Linked DNA regions of Callithrix jacchus: region 2 is linked to region 1. A link is a contact called in public Hi-C data. All regions are on one chromosome and are shown on one strand. Each heading gives the region's core, a stretch centred on a gene start, on an enhancer-like site or on the middle of the called end of the contact. The rest is flanking DNA. Distances are from core to core; before and after follow the strand shown.

Region 1 (6,857 bases), core at 2,211-4,710:
AGGTTGCAGTGAGCCGAGATCACGCCATTGCACTCCAACCAGGGTAACAAGAGCGAAACTCTGTCTCAAAAAAAAAAAAAAAAAAAAAATACTGTTGAAGCAGTTCATGAATACTCTTTACCATTTAATCACAAAGAAATACACTCGGCGTGAACATGATTGTTTTATTGGTAACCAAAAATCCTTGGCAAAGTGCATGCAAGGTGAAGAACGAAAGTCAGTCCTTGACAGTTTCCCGACTTCAATGAAAACCTAAGACATGGGTCTAGATTTACAGATTACACATTAAGAAAAAGCCTGTGCATGATGTATCTGCTGTGTGCGTATTCATATGTGGAAAAGAAAGCAAGCCAGAGAGAAAGTGTGGAAGGGCACAATTGCCAAAAGTTATTGCTCCTAGGAGATTTATTATTGGAAAATGGAGAGACAGAGAATTCAGCACTTTTCTTTCTAGTGACAATACAATGATAGAAAGAAAAAAAAAACTGACTTTAAAAAAAATAATAATTTACCTGTAGAATTTCTTGTCTTGGACTAGAGGGAACACCATCCCCGTTACATGTGTATATATATCCAGATGTATACACACATTTTTCTCTTCTGAAATTTTTATCTCAAATCTCTTTCAGTCAAAATGCATTGAGCTTCAAACAGGAACTGGGTGAGAGGGAACCTTTTTAAAACTGTGCTCAACTCAGCAAATGCTTTAAAAGTGAATTAATGAGTAGTATCCTCAATTGCATAAACATGCTCCAAGACTGACTGCCTCTCTACATTCTGATTCTGAAAGAAAGTGTTTGGGCTTTTAAAGAAGGAAGAAGAAAAAGCCTTCATCTTTCCTTCCCTCCCTTCCTCTCCACAATTTAACCAAGCAATTTTTTCTAGGTTCATATATGTGTATATATATATATATATATATATATATATATATATGTACACACACACACACACACACAATAAAGCTCTTCCTCCTTCTGTCTTTCTTCTCTCTTCTTTTCCTCTATCTCCAGGACCACAAGTTTGACTAAAAATACTTTTCCACAGAGAAGTCCTAATACATCAACATAGGAAGGAGACACCCACTATCCCAAGACTCAGCCCACCTGGCCTAGATGGGCCTAGATTGGCCTAGATTTGGAGTATTAAGTCTGATGCATGGTTTATCTGGTGAGCGTTCCCCAACCCACTTCTCAAGGCTTTGCTTGCTTATCTAGGGGTTTCCGGAGGCCCCCCTGCACACCCCAGAAGAGCGCAAGGTAAGTCGAGAGTTTGCCCGGGTGCTGGGTGATGCGCCTAGCAACTTCTGCTTTTCCCCCTGGGGAAAACTGTGACATTAGAAAGTTGTCTGTGATTTTTCTGGTTGGCCTGGAGGTTTCCTGAGCCCCTGGACAGGCGACCTACACTTCAGGCCTGGTGCTTGGAGGAAACCTAGATTAGCAGACAAATCAACGCGCACCACACCCTGCGCCCCAACATCCAAACACCAATATGAGTCCTTCAGGCCGAGCGAAAAAGCGCGGGCCCCTTGCAAGAAGCATATGGCCTCGGCGTGACCCGTGGAGAGGAGGGACCCCAGTGGAAAGCGAAGCACGGAATAGCCTGGGAAGGAGCGTGGTGAGAGGGGCACAGGCCAGGCTGCCCCATGCGCGCTGGGGTTGCTGCCGCGCTTCCTGCGCGCCCCATTGCCCCCCCCCCCAATCCCCAAGAGAGCAATCATGAGCGCGGATCAGTTTCCCTTTTTTCAAGAAAGCTAGCTTTTTATTGAGGAAAAACTTAGCTGGAAAAAGTCTGCTCGTGCGTTTGTTTGGGTTTTCTTCTATTTGCCTCCCAATTTAAAAGTGGCCGCCTAGGCGACAGGCCTGCGGTTTTCACCGTGTAAAACGGATTAGAGGAAAAGCTCCAGCCCCTCTCGACTTTCGCTTGCGGTTTGCAACCCCTGGGGTGGGTCTGACCCCGCGCGGCACTTGCCCAGGCTAGCTTCCCTCGCGGTGGCCCGACCCCCGTGCAGACTCGGCTTCCCGGGTGCTGGACCCGCTAGGTGGGCCGCTCGGCCCCAGGCCTGACAGGGCGGAGCCAAGGACCTGCGCCCCGGGGGAGGGAGGTTCCCACGGTGCCTGGAAACTGCCCATCCCGGGCCCACAGCCCTCCTCCCTTCCCCTGCGCCCTCGCAACCGCCCTCTGCTCCGCGGCTCCCGGTAGTACCTCTCCTGGACTTAGAGGAGGAATTTAGAGCAAAAAGAAGGGAATTCACTGAGGATGGCACAGGAACCTGGGTTGGCTTAAGCATTTCCTGCTCTCAGGGCAAGTAGGTTTCCCCTAGGAATCTGGAGTTCTCTGAGGACACTTATTTCCAAGAGATGCTGGGTTCACATACACATACTATTTAGTTAGAAAAAATAAAAGAAAGAAAAAAAAGAAAAAATTGCACTTCGATCTTCTCCAAGTTCCTCGATATTATCAAATAAAGCACGTCGACGGGAGTGCGCTGCAGCTTGGGGCCCGGGAGGTGCGCGAGGCGAAGTTACCCTGCCGGTCCGCGGCTGCCCCAGGCTTCTAGCACCGCACCTGCCTACGAGTTTTCGGGGTGTGATCGCCTAAGGCGATCCCGGCTCCACCGCCCAATTTCACCATAAAAAACTTGGATCCAAGAGAACGACGGATGTGGACGTGCCAACCCTCCGCTACCCTTTCCTGCTGGAGTTCTGCTTTTTATAACCGAAAATAAAAGTTTGGTTTAGGCTTAAAGAAACGCCATTCTTGTCGTTTCTCCCTGAAGCGGGACTTACGCATCCTCCTATACTCGCAGGGAATTTTCAATCTAGCCTGTCGAAATGTCTAGAGGAGCATCCGCCGAAGAGGTCCTGCAGGTACTAGGGCCAAGGGATCAAGCTGCAGGGTTCTGCACACTCCGGCCGTTCTGGACGGTCAGGCCCGCAGCTAGAGGGAGACCTGCAGCGGGTGGAGACCCGGTTGCGGGCAGAGAACCCCGACAGCTGCGCGCGCGGTCTGGGAACCCGGCGGTGCCACCTTAAGAGTCGGGTCTGCGCCGCGGCTGCGGAGGCGCCCAGCAGCTGCAGGGGGCGCTGATGCCCCGTGGTTTCTCCAGCGTCACCGCTTGCAGCGGGCCTGGCAGCTCCCGGGCCCCTATCCCCGGAGGGGGTGGGGACGCTGTGGGAGGAAGGGAGCGGAGTGCAGCCGTTAGGTAAGGAACCCGAGCCCTCCCGGATTTAGAAGCGGCCTCAGTGAGGCGTTTGCAGGAGGGAGCTTTCCATCATTCGGCCGCGAGAGGAAACGCGGGGAGGCGCACTCCCCTGCCCCCACCTCCTGCCTTCCTGCCTCCCTCCACCTCCGCTCCCAGACCCCGACCGTGCTTCCCAGACCCTTTGTTCTCAAGGTTGGGAACGGTTGGGTGGGGGTTCCCCGGGGAAGAGGTACCCCGCGCCACTCATAGGGGAAGGGACTGTCGCCTTCCCAGCACCCTAGCCCTCCCCAGCGCCGTCCCCCTCGCTCCCGGCCCCTTCCCTCGCGTCCAAGCGCTTCCGACTCCCCCAGCTCCGGAGCTCCGGCTCCCGAGCCTGCAAGGTCTGCATGCCCGCCTCCCTTCCCACCTCCCCCCCACCTTCGAGGTCCCCGGGAAGAGGGGAGGAAAGGGAGACGTGAGGGGGAGGAGAAACCACAGATCCTTCTCAGCGCGGAGTATCCCCAGGGACCCTTCCAGGGCCCGACCCCGGGGACCCGCCGCAGAGACAGGGCTTTCCCGACGCCGCCGCAGGTCGCAAGGGCCGCCCCCGCCGCGTCACCCTGGGGCCCAGGGGCGCAACGCCCGGGCAGCGAGGCGAGGTGCGGCCTCTCAGCTCCAGGACCCGAGACCCCCAGCTGGAGAGAAGGGGACACCGTGGTCTGCGCCCCGGGGAGGCTAATTGCACAAGAACGCCCCCCTCTTCCCCGCCCCCCACTGTACCCTCTGCAGCGCCACCCGCGTCGCCTCTCCGCCGCGCGCCACCCTGAGGGCTCCCGCGATTGTATCTTCTTAAGCACAGTTATCAATGCGTTCGGCTTCGTTTCTTACTCTGGTGGAGGTGTCGAGGAGGGAAGCGAGAGGACAGGGATGTGGGGGTAGGCGGAAGCAGGGGCGGGAAACTGAGCAGAGAGGTGGGAGACGTGGCTGAGGCAGTGGCACTGGGCTGGGCCTCCCGGAGTCCGGAGTCCGGGTCCGCCAAGCAGGCCCGGGTGCAGCCGCCCTCGGCCGAGTCCTGCACGTCCTCTGCACTGCGGACGCGCGGCCGAGGAGCGCCACTCACACCTCCGCACCCCTGCAAGCTCCCGCAGTGGAGGGGGCTCCGCACCAGCCGGGTCACAAAGTACGTTCCCCCAACCCCCACCCTCAGGTGAAGAGGACGCTGCCTGGGGCTGTCAGCTGCTGGCTGCCAGGAGACCCCTCCGGCCTCTTGGCTTGACCCTGGTCCTCACTGGCTCGTCGCTAGCTGAGCTGCGCTAGCAGTTCTCTCGGCAGCGGGTTCCCCAGGACACACCCCGTCCCCACCCCCAAGAGCTGGCGGCCAGCTCAGGATGCCAGGCGGCCAGGCGGGCGCCCTGCCAAATTCCGCGTTCCTCTCCAGGAGACGAGGAGTTGCGTCCCAGGCTCGGGAAAGCCCGCAGTTCGGGCTTGGGACTAGCTTGCAAAGCCCCCCAAGGCGCCAGGGACGCCTCTGCAGGTTGAATTCCTGCTCCGTATCACTTCAATTTTAATTAATCTTTTAAAACACCGCTGTCACGTCGCTTGCAGAAAATTAATCAAACTTGAATCCTTGTTGCATAGCAAGAATTTCGATCTGAGTCTTTTAAAAAGGACTTGACTTTGCAAAGTCACGTCTTTTACAGCTCCCTCATTCCCCCTTTTAGCAAGGGAAATATTGCAAAAGTCAAGACATGTTTGTTTGGTTCTTTCTGTCTTCAGAATGAAACTTTGCTTATTTCTGATCTTTATTTTCCTGTCTTTGAACAAAAAAATAACGAGATAAATTGCCCACCTCGGTTAATTCAAAATATAATTACTTTGAATGATCTTTGTTTAAGAGCCCAGATAAACTAAGATAATCTTAATTTTAATGTGACACGACCCCTATTTTTCCTTGTGAATAATGAGAATAAAGCAGTCATTAATTAATACCAAGATATCTCCATAGAAGATAGTATCTGGTCTCACTGAGACACTGAAACATCAGTTGTATTAGTAATTGATACTGTATAATTGAACATGAAGATAGTCGTCTATTTGTAACCTCAAAGCTCAGAGTTTATTTGGTGATTACTGAGCTCCTAATAATTAATTTTTGTTCCTTCTTACTGCATAAATAATTCTTACAACTCCCAGTTCCCATGCAATACAGAGGCTTCTTATTAAAACCTACCCCTCAAAATATAAGATTGTGAAGCTATGTTGTGCAGCAACTCCTTCCGTTTCATTATTCGTAACATATTTGCTCTATTTTATATCTCCCTAGTACATTTTTTTTTGCTGTAGTTTGCTTACTAAATATATGAGAATATAACTATAACGTATTTTACCACAGCTTTGTGTTTCTGTGAGCTCTTGGTTCAGTTTAACACACAATACTTAAGACTTCAATTTTTCAAGTTTCTAAAATTTGAGGATGAGTCCCATTGAAGAATCGAAAATTTTGTATGGTGAAGTTGCCATAGATTATATCTCAACCCAACACACAGTCCACTTTATCTCACACTTTTATGTTGTTAAAAATAGACTTTGCTCAAACACCTTCCCTTTTTCCAACCTGAGTTGAAGATCAGTTCTCACAATTTCCTGGGTTAAATGTACATGCTAACACAGCTTTTGATATTAAAAAACAAATTCCCCTCCCACGTTGGAGAGAGTTCTTCCAAACAATCATGGAAATTTAGACAGTAGCTTTAAGGTGTCTAATTATTTCTTAGCATCAGCTATTTGGGGGCATCAAAATGACCGTCGCTTTTTAAGTGGAAAGGGTTATGACATTTTTCTTACACATACAAAAAAAAAAAAAAACTCCCTACTTACTTTTCCAATAAAGTGTCTCCCAAGTATGAAATGTTTTTTACCACGTAAATATTCTTAGTACCTCGGCTACCAAATCCATGCATTTTCTTAATTGTCAGTGCTCTATCTAAAGTGTTGGAAAGTGGATAGGGTTTCCACTTTTATTTCCCCGTTAGTACAAATAAAACTTTAGCGCAATACATAACGGAGTGATTCTCTCCACTTGGATTTTATATTTTCCCACTGTAATTTGGACTGAAATGGGATTAAAACAGGATCTAGAGTTCTAATCTTGGTTGATGTTTTGGTGTATTCACCGTAATGAGTCCTATTCCCTGGGGTCATGAAGCTCCCAAATGTCAATCAAGCAAACTGATTCAGAAATGCCATTGTTCGACTCCCACGTCACTCGCCTTCCTCTCATTTTATTGAACAATACGAGAGTTCTCTGATCAGTCATTCGGAATATGAGGCATTATCTGGGGAAAATTCACAAAGTGTCTTGATCTTTCTTTGGGAGATACTGTTAAGGGGTTTCCGCAATGCAGCAAGTGCTTGTTTATATTTCTGTCTTTGGACGGCACTGTGGATGGAAGGAACCAATGAATACTGCTTGAAAGAAAATCATACCGTAAATCCGTCAAAAATTAATTCGTCCAGTTGAACGTTACATTTCTATTTTCGTGTTGGAAGCACCCTGATTTGTCACCAGAGGAGAAGTATGACCCGGTCTGGGTCCAGTTGACATGCCCTCACGTTCAACCCTGTCTGTTTTCACCACTTAATACTATTAATGTGTTTAGTCTACGCTAGTTAACTA
Region 2 (6,857 bases), core at 2,824-5,323, 830 kb after region 1:
ACCACCACCTGGGTTAATCTCAAAAAAAAGGATGACTGTCAAACCCTGAAAGTACTAATATAATTTTGAAATTTGTATTTTGTGTTCTGAACTCATACCCTACCTTCTGCCCCTTTGATATAATATTGTTCATGGAACCAATTACCTTAATCATTTTTAGGATGAAAGTTTATTCTAAAGTTGACACCATGTAAAATATTTATCTTGTTTTTCCTTTGAATTTACTCCAGTGTTAGAATGACCATTGCATTGTTATATTTTCTTTCGGGGCTATATTTTTAATGGTAAAAATATTAAGGCAAAATAAGTTAATTGAAACCAGTAATAGAGTTCTTGATGTGTTCTCTTTATTGTTTTTCATTTGACCTTGGCTCATCTCATTTACTTATAATTAACAGTCTTTATAGTTGAATTTTTAAAAATCTTGTTAAGAGGGTTTTTAAACCCAAATTAAAATATCCTTTTTAGGAACATGACTATAAAGAATTTATCACAGGCATCACTGGAGGTTAATTTATTTTAGATCATCCAGACTTGAAACACATCGACCCAGTGGTTTTAAAACATTGTCATGCAGCAGCTGCAACTTACATACTAGAGGCAGGAAAGCACCGAGCTGACAAGTCAACTCTAAGGTACAGGATTTATTTAAATATCCATTTATTTTCAAATATTACCTTTATGATTTCAATTTCAGTTTTAAAAATGGAGACAGAACTTTGGCTTTTTTCTTCTAGCACTTATCTAGAAGATTGTAAATTTGACAGAGAGCGAATAGAACAGTTTTGCACGGAATATCAGGTTACTTACTTTAAAAATTTAAATTAACAGTTACTATTTTTCTTTTACTCTGTTTGTAAAGATGTTTTCTTTCTTTCTTTCTTTCTTTTTCCTCTCCAGAATAATAAGAATTCCCTAGAAACCCTACTGGGAAGGTAGGTACTGTATAAGGTGTCAAGCTGAGGCACTTTTCACTTGCAGGTATGAATGGAGAGTGCTGGTGTGAAACAAGATCTTTGGGATCTTAACCCAAAGAAAAGGAGCCAAAGGGCACGTCAAACAATTGAAGTTAAGCTAATGTTTTCAAAGATAAAGTTTACTGAGATGATTTTCAAATGCTCTTTTAGCATTTAGAATTTAAAAATAAAAGTTTAACAATGGTTTAAATTCAGAATGGATTAAAATGGAGTTGGGGTGGAAGGTAGACACCATTCTTAGGAAATATAAATAACTGAAAAGATCTTCTGTAGAGACTATGTATGTAGTTATCATTGCATCTTTCAGTATAGGCAGATCCCTCCCTCATATTACGGATGTTTCTTGGCGCTTGGAATATCAGATAAAGGTAAAGTTTAACAGACTTCTCTGGGGGGGGGATTTAGGGAACTTCTTGAAAAATAGAGTTAAAGGCTGTTACATATATGTGTGTTCTTTTAGACCAATCAACTTCATAAGATGTACAGACCTGCATATTTGGTGACCTTAAATGTACAGGTATTTATAGATAAGTCTTACCCAAAAATGAAATGTGTAATAAAATTTAAAATATCATTGATTTAAATAAACAGTGTTTTTTGTTGTGTGTTCTTTTTCCTGCCCTAGAACACTGATTCCCAATCCTATCCAGAGATTAGTTTTAGTTGCAGCATGGAACAATTACAGGTACAGTATTAGGATCTATAAATATGCCTAAATTTATAGATATATATGTTGGCTTCAGAGTTATGCTCTTGGAAAGTTCAAAAGAAAAGTAATCTAATCATTTGCCAGCAGATAATGAAGGTTGGTTAAGCAGTTAATGGGAAAGGGGCAGCAAAATAGTATTTTCACATAGGTTTCACTGTTGAAATTAAGATGTTATTAATAGAGAATTGGTCCATCTTTGCTGTTCTTGCTGATTAAAATAAACTTCTGAAGTGTAGCATTTAGTGTAAATTTCTTGTCTTCTGATGAGTTTGATCAAATAAGATAAAGCAAAATTAAGAGCATGGCTTTGAAAATGTCTGCTTTCAGAAATTGAATTAAACTGTCAAAACTGGATTTTGAAACTGGTTTTTAATGACTTTTTATAAAGGGGGAAGTATAACATTCTAAAACAGTTTATATTGCCTATTTAAGACTGGGAAATTCAAAACTACATTGATTAATGGATATGACAACGAATTTATTTCTTAGCACTTAAAAAAATGAAGATCATTACCTGAAATTTAAGTGAAATTGAATTTTTCAAAGGCATCTCCTGAAGAGTCGTTTTAATGTAACTATGAATCAAACTTTAAACTTGCATTAAATGTGTATACAGCATAACCTTTGTTAGATAACTTGAGAAAATTTAGAGGTACCTGAGCTGTTAAGGATTCGGTTAGAAATTATGTTTGAATGTGAGGGCAAATAACCGATTTGAACATGAGATACTTCCGAGGAAATGCTTCTTTTGACCGATAGTTGTCAAAGGTTACAATCTTGTTGAATTTTAAACTTGTTTGGAAGGGGTGTCCTGACTTTTTTTTTTCCTTGCAACTTTCTTGAACGTGGATGCTTCTATTTTTTTATCCTAAAAACGTGGTATTCTATACACGTCTTCTAGGACTTGGTGGGGAAGCTTAAAGATGCTTCGAAAAGCCTGGAAAGAGCAACTCAGTTGTAACTTGGGGAAGTTAACGATCCGCCCGAGTTCAGAGGAAAACCAGAGACGCCTTTCCTACTGCCGAACCACCGTTTATGCGAGCTGGATGTCCTTTTCAGTAGAAAAGAATTTTCCTTTTGAATTTATGCCATTCATCAATTTTGACACTTTTTAAAAACACGTGTGAAAAGGTTAAGAGGGAAAAATACTGCCTAAGTATTTGAATCATATTTAGTCCTAACTGTCCATTTATCCTATTTTGGTCTTTTTCATGTCTTCTAAAAGGAAGTAGACAGTATTACACCCTGAATAAATAAGGTGTTTTCCACAAACAGTGATGATATTTTGTTTGCATCTGAGTTCGTGTGTTATTACTTTGTGTGAAGAGCTAGATACAGTAGTGTTAACTTTTAACGATCGCCTTTTCTAAGGATTAAAGTTAAAACACGGAGGAAAGGATGCGATCGCAGATCCCCGCTTCGGGACTCCGGGTGCGGGCGGCGCCCCAGCCCGGCCCGTTACCTGCGCCCGAGGTCTCGCCCGCAGCCCGACCCTCGGCCGCCCGGTCCCGGCCCTGCGCGGAGCCCCTGCCCGGAGCCAGCCGCCGCCCGCGCGCGCCCCGCCTCGGCCGCCGGCTGGCGGGGAAGGGGCTGGCGCGGCCGCGGGCTGGCGGGCGGGCGCTGTTGTTTCCGCGAGCCCAACTCGGGCACAGGTTCCCCGCCGCGGCGCCCGAGCCTGGGCCGCAGCCCGCGGGGCCGGCTGGGGGCGGTGGCAGAGGGACGTGTGCGCCGCGGGAAGAGGCGGGCGGCCCGGAGAAAGAAAGAACGGGGGGCGGGGTGGGCTGCGCGGCGTGCGGGGCCGGAGTGGCGGCGGCGCGTGTGGCGCTGTGGAGAAATGTCTCCGCCGCCGCGGCGCGGGGCGAGGGAGGGGGCCTGGCGCGCGGCGCGGAGAGGAGGGGGCGGCCACGGGCCTGACTACACCGACACTAATTCCCAGGCCGCCCTTAAGGAATGAGGGGAGCACGTGACCCGCTGGGGGGGCGGCGGGCGGAGGGGGCGGGCGGACTCCGAGCCATTTTGGAGCCGGTGTCAGTTTCCACTCTGCCTTCAGCAGTGCATTTTTTTCCACCCTCCCCTCCCCCTCCTCGCCCTCCTCCCCTCCCCCCGCTCGCACGCACACACACGGCGCCCCCCGCCCGCCCGCCTCCCCCACAGCAACTATGAAATAATCGTAGTATGAGAGGCAGAGATCGGGGCGAGACAATGGGGATGTGGGCGCGGGAGCCCCGCTCCGGCTTAGCAGCACCTCCCAGCCCCGCAGAATAAAACCGATCGCGCCCCCTCCGCGCGCTCCCTCCCCCGAGTGCCGAGCGGGAGGAGGCGGCGGCGGCCGAGGAGGAGGAGGAGGAGGAGGAGGAGGAGGAGGAGGAGGAGGAGGAGGAGGCCCCAGAGGAGGAGGCGTTGGAGGCCAAGGCGGAGGCGGAGGAGGAGGCCGAGGTGCCGAAGGAGGCCGAGGCGCCGGAGCAGGAGGAGGCCGGCCGGAGGCGGCATGAGGCGAGCGCGGCGGCCGCGGCTGCTCGGGGCCGCGCTGGTTGCCCATTGACAGCAGCGTCTGCAGCTCGCTTCAAGATGGCCGCTTGGCTCGCATTCATTTTCTGCTGAACGACTTTTAACTTTCATTGTCTTTTCCGCCCGCTTCGATCGCCTCGCACCGGCTGCTCTTTCCGGGTACGTAGGAGGCGAGGCGCCCCCGGGACGGGGCTGGGGGCTGGCGGGGGCCGCGCGGGGCTCGGGGTGGCCGCGGGTGGAAGAGGAGCCCCCCCCCGCGCCCCGGCCGCGCTGCCTGGAGGGCGCTGACAGCGTGGGCGCCCGGCCCCGCGCCCCGCGCTGCCCGCCCCGCGCCCGCCGGTCCCGCGCGTCGCCCGCCCCGCGCCCGCGAGCGCGCGCCCGCCGCCGCCCGCCGACTCCCGCGGCGCCGGGACCGACCCGCAGCCCGCGCCGCGCCGCCGCCGCCAGCAGGGCTCGGCGCCGCTCCAGCCGCCGCCGCCCGCTCAGCCCCGGCGCGCCGCGCGCGGCCCCACGTTTTAGTTCCCCGCTCCCCCGGGCGCCCCTCCGTACCCTCGCGACGCACATGGCCCCCGAGAGGAGCACTAGTATTTCCAGCCTCGGCGGCTCTCCGGGCCGCAGCGCCCTTTGTTGAGAGGTAGATTTGGATGGAACGGGTACGGGTTCCTGAAATCGGGAGCTGCTTGGGTCAAGTGGCTTCCCTCGTCTTCCGAAGAAAGGGCTCTGGAGGGGCTCCAGCAGCCAGAGAACGCCCCCATTTTATAGGGACGGGTTGCGTGGGGGGCGGCCATCCCTCCAAGTTGGGTGTTAGGCTGGAGAGATCCCCGACAAAAATGTTATTAACTTAAGTTGGGGGGACACTTCTGTGAGATTGGATGGCTGGTAAGATGGCGGTTTCCAGTTGTTTCCAAGGTCTCCTGCATTTGTGTTTAAAATGCTAAAGTTTTCAAGGTGGTGTGTGTTGGGAGTTTTGGATAAGTGCTCCAAACATCACTTGGAAGGTGATCCCTGGGAAGTGGATATTTCAAATTTGGAGCTTTTTGTGGAGTAAAGATGGTGACTGGACGTTAGCCTTGCTGGAGGCTTCCTTTCTCTCTACTTCTTTTTCTTTTTTCCCCCTTTTGGAAACTGCAGCTTTTCTCTCAACTTCTACTAAGGATGCACTCAGCCTCATGACTCCAGTCTACTTACATTTTATAGGTTTTGCTAAATGTCAGCATAGGTCGTTTGGCAAAGGGCTACTTTAGAAGGGAGCACTGAAAAGTTGATTGCATATGTTTACGCAGTCACTTGGGCTTGACAGCGATATAGAATGATCGTTTTCCCAGAGATTTACAGTTAATAATTGGAAGTAAACAAGTAGAGAGACTTTGATCATTCTCAATTGCAATAAAAGGATTTAGTGGGCTTAGTGGTCACGGTTCAATATATGAAAGAGAAGCAAGTAGTAACCCCTTCCCTTATAAAGTGGGCAAAATTCCGAGCTTATTTATCTAAATGCAAGTGAAGGTTGGTGATGTGTACAACCTCATGAGTAGTTCAACCTATGTTTTATAGGAACCTTAATTCCCAAGTTCTGGAAACACATTATAAGCTACACTAAAGACTTGATACTTAAGGATGCAAATTATTGACAGTATATACCAAGTTGTGAGACTCTATATATTAACATTTTGAGTTTTAGGTAGAGGGATCAGAAATCCCTGGGATTGATTTTATAAGCAAAATTATAGTTTTTTTAGACTTCAGTTCATCCTATACATCTCCCCCAAGTGTAGTCAGAAGTGTTTGAAATAGCTTAACTTGTGTAAATCATATGCCTAGTAAAGGTATTTTTAAAGCTATATACAAGTCACCGTGTGTGCATGTATACACATAAAGCTTTTGTAAGAAAATTAAGCATTTAATTGTATATGGTAAATCCATTCATTACTCTATCACTAAGTTCTTGGATGTATGTTAAGTGTGCAAATAGGCAAATTTCTCCCCAGGAGTCAAATTAACCCCAACTTTACCCATACTTATATTGGGCTGTGAGCCACAACTGGGGTTATGGAGTTCATTTGCATTTCTTAGATTGCAGTAGGCAAGCTGATGGTTAACCTAAGAACTTGCTTCTGTTTTCCTTCACTTTTACATGCCTGGTGTTAGGCCTTCACCTAAAAACTGACAGCCCCAACTGAGTATGTTACAATGGCAAGTTCTAACTGTTGATTATTTTTACCATTATATGTTTGGTGCATTTTTGCTTGCTTAACTGGCAGTTTCCGGGTTGGAACCTGGAAGGTTTTCACTTCTAGTGTGGAAGAGATTGTTTCTCAAATCTTAACAAGCACGTCAAACACTTTGGAAGTCTTCATTAGGTTGCCACTACTTTCAAATGGCTTAAATAACTGATTTTTATATAAGTAACAAAGTAATATTTATTAGCATTATAAATGGTGGGAGGACTGTGGCCAAATTCTTCTGAACTGAGGTAGAGTAGTTGGGTGAATTAAGATTTGGATTTGAAAGAGTTTTGGTCAAGTACATGTGACTTAAATGCTCAAATCCAACCAGTAGATAACCCTCCACTGAGGTTTGATTGTTCTCCATGTTAGTATTTCTGTTTATGTGGTGTTGGTTTTCTGCAAGGTAGAGGAGAAATAAAGGGAGCTATTTTTATT

What was found. A called contact is a pair of places that touch in the nucleus more often than the background predicts.
Region 2: a Hi-C map of skeletal muscle shows a contact between it and region 1, with 5 times the contacts expected there. The contact joins the promoter of BMI1 here to the enhancer-like site in region 1. A contact is called at or near these places in 2 of 3 Hi-C or Micro-C datasets (induced pluripotent stem cells and skeletal muscle).

The regions. Positions count from the first base shown.
Region 1 is chr7:21,999,786-22,006,642 of calJac240_pri, forward strand. No RefSeq gene overlaps it. Among named protein-coding and RNA genes, the nearest start is that of SKIDA1, 23 kb to the right of the region's middle. Within about 2 kb of position 3,461, at least 11 of the 16 cell types and tissues checked have an H3K27ac peak or open chromatin away from gene starts, as enhancers often do. A contact at or near this core is called in skeletal muscle, where this site is marked.
Region 2 is chr7:22,825,383-22,832,239 of calJac240_pri, forward strand. BMI1 (BMI1 proto-oncogene, polycomb ring finger) reads left to right here and starts at 4,074. Exons shown (of 10, transcript XM_035306931.3): 1 at 4,074-4,353. It overlaps COMMD3 (COMM domain containing 3), which reads left to right. Exons shown (of 6, transcript XM_035306936.3): 2 at 524-635; 3 at 738-801; 4 at 901-935; 5 at 1,603-1,662; 6 at 2,588-2,958. The coding sequence ends at 2,801.